Linked DNA regions of Mus musculus: all the other regions are linked to region 2. A link is a contact called in public promoter capture Hi-C data. All regions are on one chromosome and are shown on one strand. Each heading gives the region's core, a stretch centred on a gene start, on an enhancer-like site or on the middle of the called end of the contact. The rest is flanking DNA. Distances are from core to core; before and after follow the strand shown. Region 1 holds the start of Psme2 (proteasome (prosome, macropain) activator subunit 2 (PA28 beta)). Region 2 holds the start of Adcy4 (adenylate cyclase 4). Region 3 holds the start of Cma1 (chymase 1, mast cell).

Evidence for each region. Capture Hi-C pulls out chosen DNA fragments and counts their contacts.
Region 1: a promoter capture Hi-C map of liver shows a contact between it and region 2. The contact joins the promoter of Psme2 here to the promoter of Adcy4 in region 2. A contact is called at or near these places in 7 of 39 promoter capture datasets (the C10 cell line, embryonic stem cells, hematopoietic stem and progenitor cells and 3 more), 2 of 115 datasets of contacts at active chromatin or transcription factors (bone marrow-derived macrophages and epiblast stem cells) and 3 of 9 other capture datasets (adipose tissue, liver and macrophages).
Region 3: a promoter capture Hi-C map of pancreatic islet shows a contact between it and region 2. The contact joins the promoter of Cma1 here to the promoter of Adcy4 in region 2. A contact is called at or near these places in 15 of 39 promoter capture datasets (the 3T3-L1 cell line, the HPC-7 cell line, the SN4741 cell line and 10 more), 1 of 115 datasets of contacts at active chromatin or transcription factors (embryonic stem cells) and 3 of 9 other capture datasets (adipose tissue, liver and pancreatic islet).

Annotation. Positions count from the first base shown.
Region 1 is chr14:55,589,306-55,592,652 of GRCm38.p6, forward strand. Psme2 (proteasome (prosome, macropain) activator subunit 2 (PA28 beta)) reads right to left here and starts at 1,716. Exons shown (of 11, transcript NM_011190.3): 1 at 1,537-1,716; 2 at 1,190-1,222; 3 at 728-790; 4 at 314-400; 5 at 176-206; 6 at 1-93. The coding sequence starts at 1,584. Rnf31 (ring finger protein 31) reads left to right here and starts at 2,437. Exons shown (of 21, transcript NM_194346.3): 1 at 2,437-2,767; 2 at 2,864-3,010; 3 at 3,156-3,311. The coding sequence starts at 2,579.
Region 2 is chr14:55,782,615-55,786,543 of GRCm38.p6, forward strand. Adcy4 (adenylate cyclase 4) reads right to left here and starts at 1,458. Exons shown (of 26, transcript NM_001361604.1): 1 at 1,278-1,458; 2 at 906-1,096. The coding sequence starts at 1,064. It overlaps Ripk3 (receptor-interacting serine-threonine kinase 3), which reads right to left. Exons shown (of 10, transcript NM_019955.2): 8 at 3,412-3,744; 9 at 3,248-3,305; 10 at 2,381-2,737. The coding sequence ends at 2,583. It overlaps Gm32092 (a long non-coding RNA gene), which reads left to right and starts at 1,465. Exons shown (of 5, transcript XR_874644.2): 1 at 1,465-1,636.
Region 3 is chr14:55,943,314-55,946,913 of GRCm38.p6, forward strand. Cma1 (chymase 1, mast cell) reads right to left here and starts at 1,362. Exons shown (of 5, transcript NM_010780.3): 1 at 1,162-1,362; 2 at 386-536. The coding sequence starts at 1,219.

The DNA.
Region 1 (3,347 bases), core at 466-2,965, 190 kb before region 2:
TGCACTTCTCTTTGAGAGTCCAGACTTCTGGCTTAACCAAAGCGAGCAAGGCCAGAAGCTTCTCGTTCCCCGGGAGGTAGCCACACTTAGGGACTAAGAGAAAGATGAGAGTGGGGCCTTTATGTCACCCACATCCCTGCACCAGCCTCCCCCCTCCTCACCAGGTCTCCATTACCTTCCTTCTTCTCCTGCTTGTCTGTTTCCATCTAAGGCAAAATAAGGAAAGCAGCTTTAGAACAGTCTTGGAGGCTGCCACACTGTGGTGGTGTTGCCACTGGCTTAGAGTTCAGGCTCTGCACACTGAATGCCTTACCTCGTCATCCTTGGGTGGAGGATCTGGGATAGGGATGTCCAGAGGAGCCCGGAGGGAGGAGAGGTCGGCCACATTGAGGGAATCCTCCTGTAGAATTTATTCTCAGACACTACCCAGCCTCCTCCCTTCACCAGACACAGCCTTCCATCTCTCTTCCTCCCAACCCAGGCTCAAGCCTTTTTTTTTTTTTGAGACAGGGTTTCTCTGTATAGCCCTGGCTGTCCTGGAACTCACTTTGTAGACCAGGCTGGCCTCGAACTCAGAAATCCGCCTGCCTCTGCCTCCCGAGTGCTGGGATTAAACGTGTGTGCCACCACACCCGGCCAGGCTCACTCAGCTCCCAGCATGCTGATGCCCGTCAGATGGGTGATGAGAGGTGTCAGGAGATGGAGCAGAGGGGTCTATACTACTCACCTGCAAGAGCTGACTCAGGGATATGATTTTCCGTGGCAAGAAAGTGCAGAGGAAGTCATCAGCCTGCAAGTTACATTACAAAAATAATCATGCAAGAGGTTTGTTGATACGTATCAGAAGTTGGCCCATGGAAATCACTGAGCTCAAGACTCTCGTATGAGGAAACCCTAGCCCTGGAAATAAAGGGACTTGCCCAATCTCATGAAGGGCAGAAGTAGGGCTATGGGGTTTTCCCTTTGGGCGACATCTTTACCTTTCCATTCAAGGGGAGTGGCAAAAGCAGTTAAGAGTTCTAAGATTGATCAGATTACAAGTAGAAACAAATCATTGCAGTTCACCTTGAGTAAGCATGAAGGTTCGGAGACACCAAAATTAAGGTGAACTGGTGGGTTACTCAGAGCTTGTGGCCCTAGAGTTCTGCACTAAGACTCTGGGTTACATCGACTGAATTCAGAGACTTACCTCCTGGAAAAGATTTTGTCTGAAGACATCCACCTGCACAGACAGAAGTAGCCGGATGCTGGTTAGGGTTTAGTTTGTATAGAATAAGGGCCCACTCCCAACCTAGGTGCCTTCCAACTCTAGCCCAAACCTGTCCCACAAAGCTAGTTTCCCCCTGGAGGAGCCTGCTCAGTGCACAGATTGGCTCGAGGACACGGCACTGGCAATCCCTGAGCAGAAGTGAAAGAAAGCCCTAAAGAAAGAGAGGCCGGTGGAGTTCGCTCGCAAGGCCCCATTGGTGCCCAGGAGCACCGAGCTTTATCTCCGTTAGGACTTCTCACTCCTTCCTGGCTTCGGTTCCCATTTACCTGTTTTCGGGCTTCTCCACTCAAGCGGACCCCACAAGGCTTGGCCATGCTTCCCCCCACTTGGCAGCTCTCGAGCCTGGGCTAGCAGCCCCAGCTTTCGCTTTCACTCTCCAGGCCCAGACCCACCCCCCTCAGCCACGCCCCCTCCCTTTTTTCTCCTCCTCCTGGCCGGCCACCAACCGTGAGTAGTACCCCCTCAGCCATTCCCAGCTAGTTGCCACTAGGAAGGGCGGTGTTGGCTTCATCATCAGGGGCTGTCCAAGGGAGGAGCTAGGAAAGCGTGGGACGGCGGAGACTCAAATAGAGGCGGCCTCTCGAGAAGGGCGGAGCTTATAGTATGGACCGTCCAGGGGAAGTACTGGACTGAGAGAGGGTGGGACAATAGGAAAGGGGGTACCCAGAGGTGGGGTTCCATGACGCTAGACTGAGGAGGGGACCAAGTAGGATCCGAGAGAGTAGGAAGGATAAGAAGGAGGAAAGCCTGGCAAGATGGAAGGGAGCAGGACGAGCGGGACTGCCTTCCCTTCAGGACAGACTAGAGAAGGGAGGAGCCCGCCTGAGCCGGGCTAAGGGCAGCCAGAGCCGGTCCCCGATAAGGTGGGACTTCCCCGCCGGGGAATGGAACAGAACCAACACTATGGAAATAAAGATAGCAAAGCTCTGGGCAAAATTAACCCCTCGCATGGGAGGTGGGTCCCTCCGGAAGGGGCGGGATAGTTTAAGGGAAGGCGAAGAAGAGAGCCTGATTCGGAAGGAAAAGGTTCCGTAGCATTATGGGAGGAGCCCGGGCCGCGGCTTCTTCATTGGCGGCGACCTGGCCACCCTTCCTGATCTCAGCTTTACCGTCACTCCGAACCCTCCTTTTCCTCTAAAGTGGCCCACAGTCCCGCCCTCTCTGCCAGGACTTCCTGTTCCCGGTAACCCTGGCCGTGGATGGGGCTGAGCGGGGCGGTGGCTTAAGTGACCCGGGCTGCTGTGGCGCCGCGCGCACCTGCGCCAGCCCCTGGAGGGCAGAGAAGCTGAGCCTGTCTCCAGTCTCAGGATGCCGGGAGACGAGGAGCGAGGCTTCCTGGCGGCCCGCGAGGAGCTGGCGAGCGCCCTGAGGTGGGATTCTGCGCAGGTTTTTCCCCTGGAGCAGCTCATGCCGCTTCTGGCCACCTCTCTGCCACCAGCCGCCCGCTACCTGCAGCTGGACGCCGGACGCTTGGTCCGCTGCAACGCTCATGGGGAGGTGAGGTCAAGCCCGCCCGGCGCTCCATGGAAGGGGACCTAGGCTCAGAGGCCAGGTGGGCTAGGCTCACGACTCTGCTTTTCTGAATGCTCCCAGCCTCGAAACTACCTCAACACCCTATCCACGGCCCTGAACATCCTGGAAAAATATGGTCGCAACCTCCTCAGCCCGCAGCGGCCCCGGTATTGGCGCTCAGTGAAGTTTAATAACCCCGTCTTTCGCAGCACGGTGGATGCTGTGCAGGTGAAACTCTTGGACCTTATCGGAGAAGGGGACTAGACCTGTGCTTAGGGTTGACCAGAAAGGCTTGAGGGTGTGCTGAGTGGGGGACCAGCTCTATTGCCTAGGAGGTCTGTTAGATGGTGACCGGGTCCTGAATGTGTGCCAGGGTGGCCGGGATGTACTACGGTTGTATGGCTATACTGAGGAGCGCCCAGATGGATTGAGTTTCCCCGAAGGGCAGGAGGAACCAGATGAATACCAGGTTGCTGTTGTCACACTAGAAGTACTGCTGCTTCGCACCGAGCTCAGTTTGCTGTTGCAGGTGAGATGACCTTCTGATTCTAAGGATTTTAAGTAC
Region 2 (3,929 bases), core at 208-2,707:
ATGTAGCTTGGGCTGGCCTCCAACTCACTGCAGCTGAGAACTTTGAGCTCCTGGTCCTCCTGTCCCTATCTCTCAAGCCAAGGGACTCTAGACTTGCCCGGCTATCCCCACAGGTAAAGGAGAACGGTGGCATCGCTTGGCTTTCGGAGTGAATGTCATCCAAATGGCTAATTTGCTTGGGAGAAAGAATTCCTTTCTCCTGAAGCCAAACCACTAAACTTGACAAATGTCTACCAGGGCAGCCCAAGTTTCTGCAACCCCTCGCCCCCCCCAGCACTGAGTTCTGAGTGGCTGCCTTTCCTCTAACCTATAAGCCCCAGTACTACCCTACCTCTCGTCCCTCCTCTTTCAGGACTTGGGGTAGACAAGGGTTAGTTCCCAGTCATTTGCCCCACCTTTCCTCCCAGGAGTGAAAGGGAAACCCAGAGTGGAATAGTTCCCCTTTCTTGCCCAGAATAAAAACGAAAAAACAAAAACAAAAACAAAAAAAGATGGAGGAAGGCAAAAACTATCTTTTGGAAGTCTGTGGGCACAGCTAGCAGCCCCACATTCCCAAATCTGGATAGAGAAAAAGTCAGGAAATGACTCTCCCCAGGGACATGAGTAGAGTTTCCTCTCTGGAAAAATGGAAAATCCGGTGTTGGATTTACTCGAGAACCAATAGAACACAGCGAGAAGCATTCGGGACTCACTTACGTCCTAGTATAGACCCAGAGACTAAGCTTAGAGGGTGGAGAGCTCTGTCACATGTAACCAGAGTCACAATTCATGACGAGGTTCAACGCTTCGTTTTTGGTTCCCAGCAAAGACATTATTAACTAAAAGACCTCGCAAATCTCAGATCTTCAAATGTCCCCAGCCCGAGGCAGCCCCTGCCTAGAGCTCCCACATCTAGCCCATCTTACCCTGCCGCTGGCCCAGGCGACGGCGGGCAGTGCCACCAGCGCGCAGAGCACAATGACCAAAAGCAGTATCAGCAGTGGGTACTGTTGGCTCAGGCTGTAGTAAGTTTCGTAGAAGAGATCTTCGCTGGGAGGAGGCCGGGGACTGAAGAGGCGGGCCATGGTCTTCCCCGCCCCAGCCCGGAGCCCCTGCCCTAGGGATCACAGGGCGCTGAGTCAATAACCTGGCCCGGACCACCGCGCTTTCCCATCTCTCCCGAAGCCACTCTCGGGCAAGCCACTAAGCTTTCAGCAGCAATAGGGTTCCCTGCTAAGTGCTCTCTCACAGGGCTCCCAGCTGTGACAGGACTTCTTTATCCTTCCCACAAACCATACCGTGCTAGTGTCCTGGCTGGAGCTGAGAAGAAGGTGCCGCAGACTCACCGCTTTGGGTCAAGCTCCAGAAGTTCTCTCAGCAAAGCTAGGCTCCAGGAGGGAACCTGGGTGGGATGGCTACTACTCACCTTCGCTGCTTTGCTAGTGGCTCAGGGCCTGCCGGGCGACTGGCACTTCCCTCTTGGCGCCAAGGCCCCCTCCCACTTCCCCGCGATACAGCCCAGCCCCTTCCCGTTCTGGAGCCTGACTCCCCTGGCTGCTTCCCATGCTCAGATTGCATTCTCTAATCATCACCTTCTCTCTTTCTTTAACGACGACGACGATGTCGATGAGCAGGTGGGCCGTGGGAGAAACACGAGGTAACGGGGTAAGGGGACGACAAAGGGATGTGACAAGATAAGGATACAACATTTGGAAGTGGGGAGGCCAAGGAAAGCCTGGGAGAAAGCGGGGAGGTGGGGGGGTGTCCTGGTACCAGCTGGGGCCGGGGTGTGGGCGAGGTCAGGAGTGACATTTCCCGTTCACTCTTGGTCCCTCTGATGTGGCCAAGTGTGAACTGTCTGGCCATTTTCAGCTCCTTGAGTTGGTGTTCCTTTTTGTTGGATATAGTTATCAATTCTTGGATACAGAGAATCAAAACAACAAATAAACAAACAAAAAACCCTGCTGCCATGCCTAGGAAAGCAAGGTGCAGGAGGTCTGTGCAGCAGGTGTGTGGTGGTCTAGAAAGCCTGGGGTGCCTTCGAATTTCCTGAGACACCTTCCTTCACCAGGGCCCCAAAACCCAGTGCTCAAAATCAAGGAGAAAAGGGAGAACTTTTCTCCTGTCAGCCTAGGCTTAGGGTGGTATCAGCCCTGAGCTCTGGAGGAAGTACCCTACCCTGAGACTGGAGCATTAGAGAGCAGAGCCCCTGATTCCTTCCTGCCACCAGCTGGACCCTGACCTTATGAGCCAGGAGGTGGCCTATATCTCAATATCTGGTCCCCAGGTCCCCTTTTCCTGTAGCACCAACTCCCCCCACACACACCTCACCCCCCCCCTCCAGGGTAGCCAGCTCCTGGCTGTCCATCCCTGATGCCCTGGATTGACACCTCAGACTCTCTCACAGTTAACATGCTATGTTTATTGACTTTAAGGAGATGGGTCAAGAGTCAGTTTGGGTGTAGGTCCAACTGTCCTCACAGAATGTTGTGAGCTTCAGGAAGTGGCAAGGACTGTCTTAGCCAGTCCAGGTTGCTTAAAACGTGCTTTTTATTGCCACGCTGAATGGCACACTTCAGGCTCTTGCAGTGATTCTCTGAAGTCTACTTGTGGAAGGGCTGCCAGCCCCTACCCCTGCCGAACTGTGCTTGGTCATACTTGGCCGAACTTGAGGCAGTAGTTCTTGGTGGTGCTACCAAGGAGTTGTAGTTCCCAATCTGCACTTCAGAACAGTTGTTGAAGACGAGAGCCGGTGGCCCTTTAAGAGGAAAGGAGGAGGTGATGGTGAGAGGGTTCAGAGGTTAGAAAGATGAAGTTGACAAGCACTTTGGGGAAAGGGGCAGCGACACCTTGTGATCTCCCTGGGGAATGCAAATGCAGGGTCTTCACCTGCTAGCTACTGCGTCCCAGTATGAGCTGTGCCTCTTCAGAATTAGTCTTGTAGAAGCTCAAAGAGTAGTGCCTGCTGTTTGGGTGTCTTTGATGGGAGACCTTCTGGACTTGCTTATCAATAAAGGAACTGTGGGGGCTCACAGACTCTGTGCTGGGAAAAGTCAGCCAATCCCGACTTTCTTTCGTTGTGTGACCTCAGTGGGATCCTCTCCTAGTGGATGTCATGTTCCTCGTCTTAAACGAGGCAGATCGGGTTAGATGATCTCTAGTCATTCCTTCCCACCTCCAGAGTAACTCATGTCTATAGATAAGTGCTGAGGAGGAAGGTGATGGGAGAGCTGAGCGGGGAGAGCAAGAGAGAATGAAGAATGGGTACCTGTCATTGGATTCGGTGGGGTCCAGGGATACCAAGGAGTGCCGTGTCTTCCATCTCCCTGCAAACAACACAGAGCTCTCAGGCTTTCTATTCAAGAGCCTAATCTCATCACCGTGCAGTTCTCCTGGGTAAGAGGGTGTGCTCTAGTCTTGCCAGTGTCTCACCTGATTCCTTTGGGGGTGAGGACCGGGAGTCTCAGTAAAGACTGGCCCAGGTGTTGTGCCTCTGAAGGGTAAAGTATGTGGAATCTGAGGAGTGCCAGCCACGGGGTCAGAAGATGTCCTTGCTGGTGTGGCAGGCCCAACTGATGTGTCCTGTGCTTGCCTCTCAGGACATTTTCCAGGAACTGGTCCGGAGGGTTCCTCCAAATGCAGGCGGTCCAGCATTTTAGAAACCATGGTTTCCCTCGGGCAATCCATTTCTGTGCCTCTTTGGCTTGGCTCTCTGGCAGACAAGTTTCTGCCGCTGCTTCTGTGCTGAGACAGATAATGCTTTACCTGTGCAGACAGGGGGACCTTGTTGTCAGGAGCTGGGGCAGCCAAAGTAAACCCCAGTGAAAATTTTCTTGGTCTCTGGAGACTAAGGAGTAGGTTCTGGTGAATGGGAATGACAACCAAGGATTAAATAATGGTGGCCAGTGAAGATAAACTGAATGGTTAAGGGAGCCACTTGTGCCATCTCC
Region 3 (3,600 bases), core at 112-2,611, 160 kb after region 2:
AAACTAGTCAGGAGTTCAGGAAATAGAAAGGGTCCTGTGGGCTTGTTCCTCCTTCCTTAAAAATGTTGGGCTGTGGACCTTGGAACTGATGGCCGGTGTTCTTGAAAATAGCAAGGAGAGACCCCCAGAAAACTACTGGGTAGATCCCGACAAGTGAGCTGTGGGCATCTTCCAGGTTTAAGGGGACATGGAGGGGCCATATTGGAGAATCCTCTCTCTCCTCTGAGGGGAGCTGCATTTATAGTGATTGAGGCTCATGGCATCTATTTAATGACATTTGTCAGTTGACCTAGGCTCAGGATCCCTCTCAGGTCCACTTGCATGTGTCCCAGGTTGCTATCCCGTGGTTTACTTCGTATTAAGGATAAGCAGCGCCTTGTCTCACCTTCCCGCACAGTGAGCTGCAGTCAGCACAAAGTTTCTTCTTATCAGGAAGCCACTGCAGGCCGACAGGTAGTTCTCAGAAGTGACAATTTCCAGATAGGCCATGTAGGGGCGGGAGTGTGGTATGCACTCCGTGCCTCCAATGATCTCTCCTAGAACACAGAACCCCACGACCTGAGATAGGCATGGGTGCTCTCTTTCTCGTACACAGTCGGGGAAAGGTTGAGAGCGGCTTCCCTTGGCTTCTTGCCCTAAACTCTGCCATACTTCTCTCAGGCATCTCTGTCAGCTCCTCTCACCCACAGCCCGCCCTCTGCCACAAAGTCACTTCTTTCTCAAGGATCCAATCCTGCCTTAGACTTAGGCAGTCTCCTACTTCTGATATTTTACACTCTGCTGTGTCCCTAGCCCATCTTCCTTCCTGCAGCACATGCTGTCCAGGTTCCTCTTGCCCTGCCCTGCTCAGAGGCACAGAACAGCAACATCACAAGGTGATCTTCTGTCTTGGGACTCAAAGATGAAGAGAATGTGCCTGGTATCCTGGATCTGTCTTTCTCCCAATGACTTTAGGATTCTCTGTCAGTCAGCACAAGCACCTGTGTTCCTAGAAACCATGCCAGCCTTAAAGGATGGGCAGGACATCCCACAAGAAGACTTCACTCTGAAGGTCTTGAGAAGGGCTATGAGTCCCATTTGAGAGTCCCAAATGACACACTAAGCTTTGTTCTTTTAGGAGCTGACCCTGCAGATTGGAGAGGGAGCGACCCCAGCACTCACCAGCTTTGGTGCTGGAACCCAGGAGAAGGAGCAGCAGATGAAGAGTAAGAAGATGCATCCTCTCAGAGGGCCTCCTCAGGGCTGCTGCAGGCTTCATATTTGGGCCTTAGGCTTATTACTCCCAGCGGGCAGGGGAGTGGCAGAGCTGTTATCACAGGAACTGTGTGGTCAAGGCGTCTTCTTTAAGTTGTCTTCATAACTGGACACTCCCCGGGAATACCACTGTTTTACTAGAGGTGAAACTGAAGCCTGGACTCTTGGATCCCAGATACTCAGATAGGTCCTCAACTGTGCCTCTGTGTGGGTTAGGAGTGTCAGGACGGAATATGAAGGGATCTTACCTTCCTAGTTAGGGCAACTTGTTATAGATCCCTAGAATCTTGGGTAGAGGATAATCTTTGCAGTGAGACTCCAGGAGCACAGAGGCTGTGATTATTATAGCCCTCACCAGGAAATGTGTTTTGGAAAAAGACTCTAAGGACATATACATGTATAGACATGTACAGGGGTTGAGTTAGGAAATGGATATGATCATATTTTGATGTATGGAAAATTTAAAAAGTAAAGAAAGAAATACAATATACACAGTTAGTTTTTATGCTATTTCATTCCATGTTATTTCACTATTTATTAAAACTTGAACAGCATTCTCCTTAAATAAGGGTTACCTAAAATCTGACATTAGCTTGCATTTCTTTTTCTTGGAACCTGTGGTTATTGCCTGAAGAAGAGACAGAGAGAAAAAACAACAAACACTAAAGGAGGAAGCCAAGTCTAGGATAGGACCTCAGGGACTTCAACCTGAAAGAGAAGAGATGGCATGACCATTTCCTCAGACTGTGTATGCAATTTAGTGTCATTCCGTTAGGAACATTGTTACTTTCATAGCAACCTCATCAAATACTTATTACTGTTTCAATTTGTTGACCTGACCTTTAGCTCTTACGGTTTAGAATTAGATCTTTCTGATTTCAAATTAAGGGTCCTTTCTGCTTAACCATCCTAGAGAAATATTCTTGGTAAGTGTGAGAGGAAGTTAGGGTTATGGGTATGAGGTAGGCAGTTTTCTCCAGAAGCCTGGATGGTTCTAAACTATGTCACTGTCTGAGAGTTAGCACCTTTTCTTTTGTTGTTAAAACTACCCTGGGAAATACCACTACTGTCTGTTTACAAATGTAGACTAGAAACTGAGACCATGATCATTCTACCATTAACTGTTAAACACATTTTAAGTATCTTCTCGATGCTTCTCTGGACTCAGAAGGAGTCTAATGAAGAGAAGGCCACACAGTGCAGTGCCATTTCTCTTGGAGACCGACTGGAGGTTTAGTTCCTAGGTGGGAATGTAACTGCAGGTCCTGTGTTTTCCTTTGCTAATGCTGAGAGCTGTCCTCTGACCCTGCATCACTAGCAGGGAAGAGGAGGAGCTGGAGCTGGAGATGTCTTGTCTGGCGGCTCTGCATCGGTGAGAGCAAGCCCCAGAGCCCAAGGCAAGGTTTTCCTCTTGTGTCCTTGAAAACGGAGGGATAGGTCATATAGAACTAGGGAGCTGGCTCCACAACACCATGGCTCAGGTCCACCAGCATTGGCTTATATCTCTTGGCTTGGCTGTAGGTGGGGGAGGAGATAAGGTTCAGTCCCCAGCAGGGCATCAACCTCATAAACACCGATCCCATGATTTTCCTGCATTCTCTTTGTCTGCTACAGTTTCCCAGAATTCTGCTTTCTCTGCTGCCTCCCTTGGCTGCTGTCTATGTTGTGCACTTCAGAGTTCAATTATGGTTTGAAGATCAGGAAGCTGGGATTGTGATTAGTTACAAAGCAATGGGGGTCAGTAGGAGATGCTGCCTTTACTTAAGGCAGTGACTGATGAAACCTGTTGTTTTTGTTGCTCCTTGAAAGGTGTGATAAGAAACCTCATGGCTACAGTTTGAGGACACAGTTCATGATGGAAACACATTGTGGCAGAACTGTGAAGGGCGAGTCGCACTGTATCAGCAGACAGGAAGTGCCACTCTGACATAAAACTTCACAACCAGCCTGCACCAAACAGCTTCCTCCCATGAGACTGCACCTCTTAGGGTTCTACAACCTTCCAAAGGCAGTACCACTACCTGGGGACCCAGTGTTCCAAGACATGAGCACAAAAACTGTTCAAAAGGTTTGATTAATTTACAGTGTAATAATTTATACAGAATATATTCAAAATTTCAATTATGTACATCATTGTAAGCCTGTTGGGAAAACTGACCTATCACAATGGAATGTGTTATAGAGTGCATGCAGCTCTGGCTGGGACAGCTGTCACCCAGGAGTGACTCATATCCTCCTTTCCTCCCTCCCTCCCCCCTTCCCTCTCTCCCTCCCTCCCTCCTTCCCTCTCTCCCTCCCTCTGTTCCTCTTCTTTCCTTCCTACTCTTTCCCCTCCCTTCTCAGCTG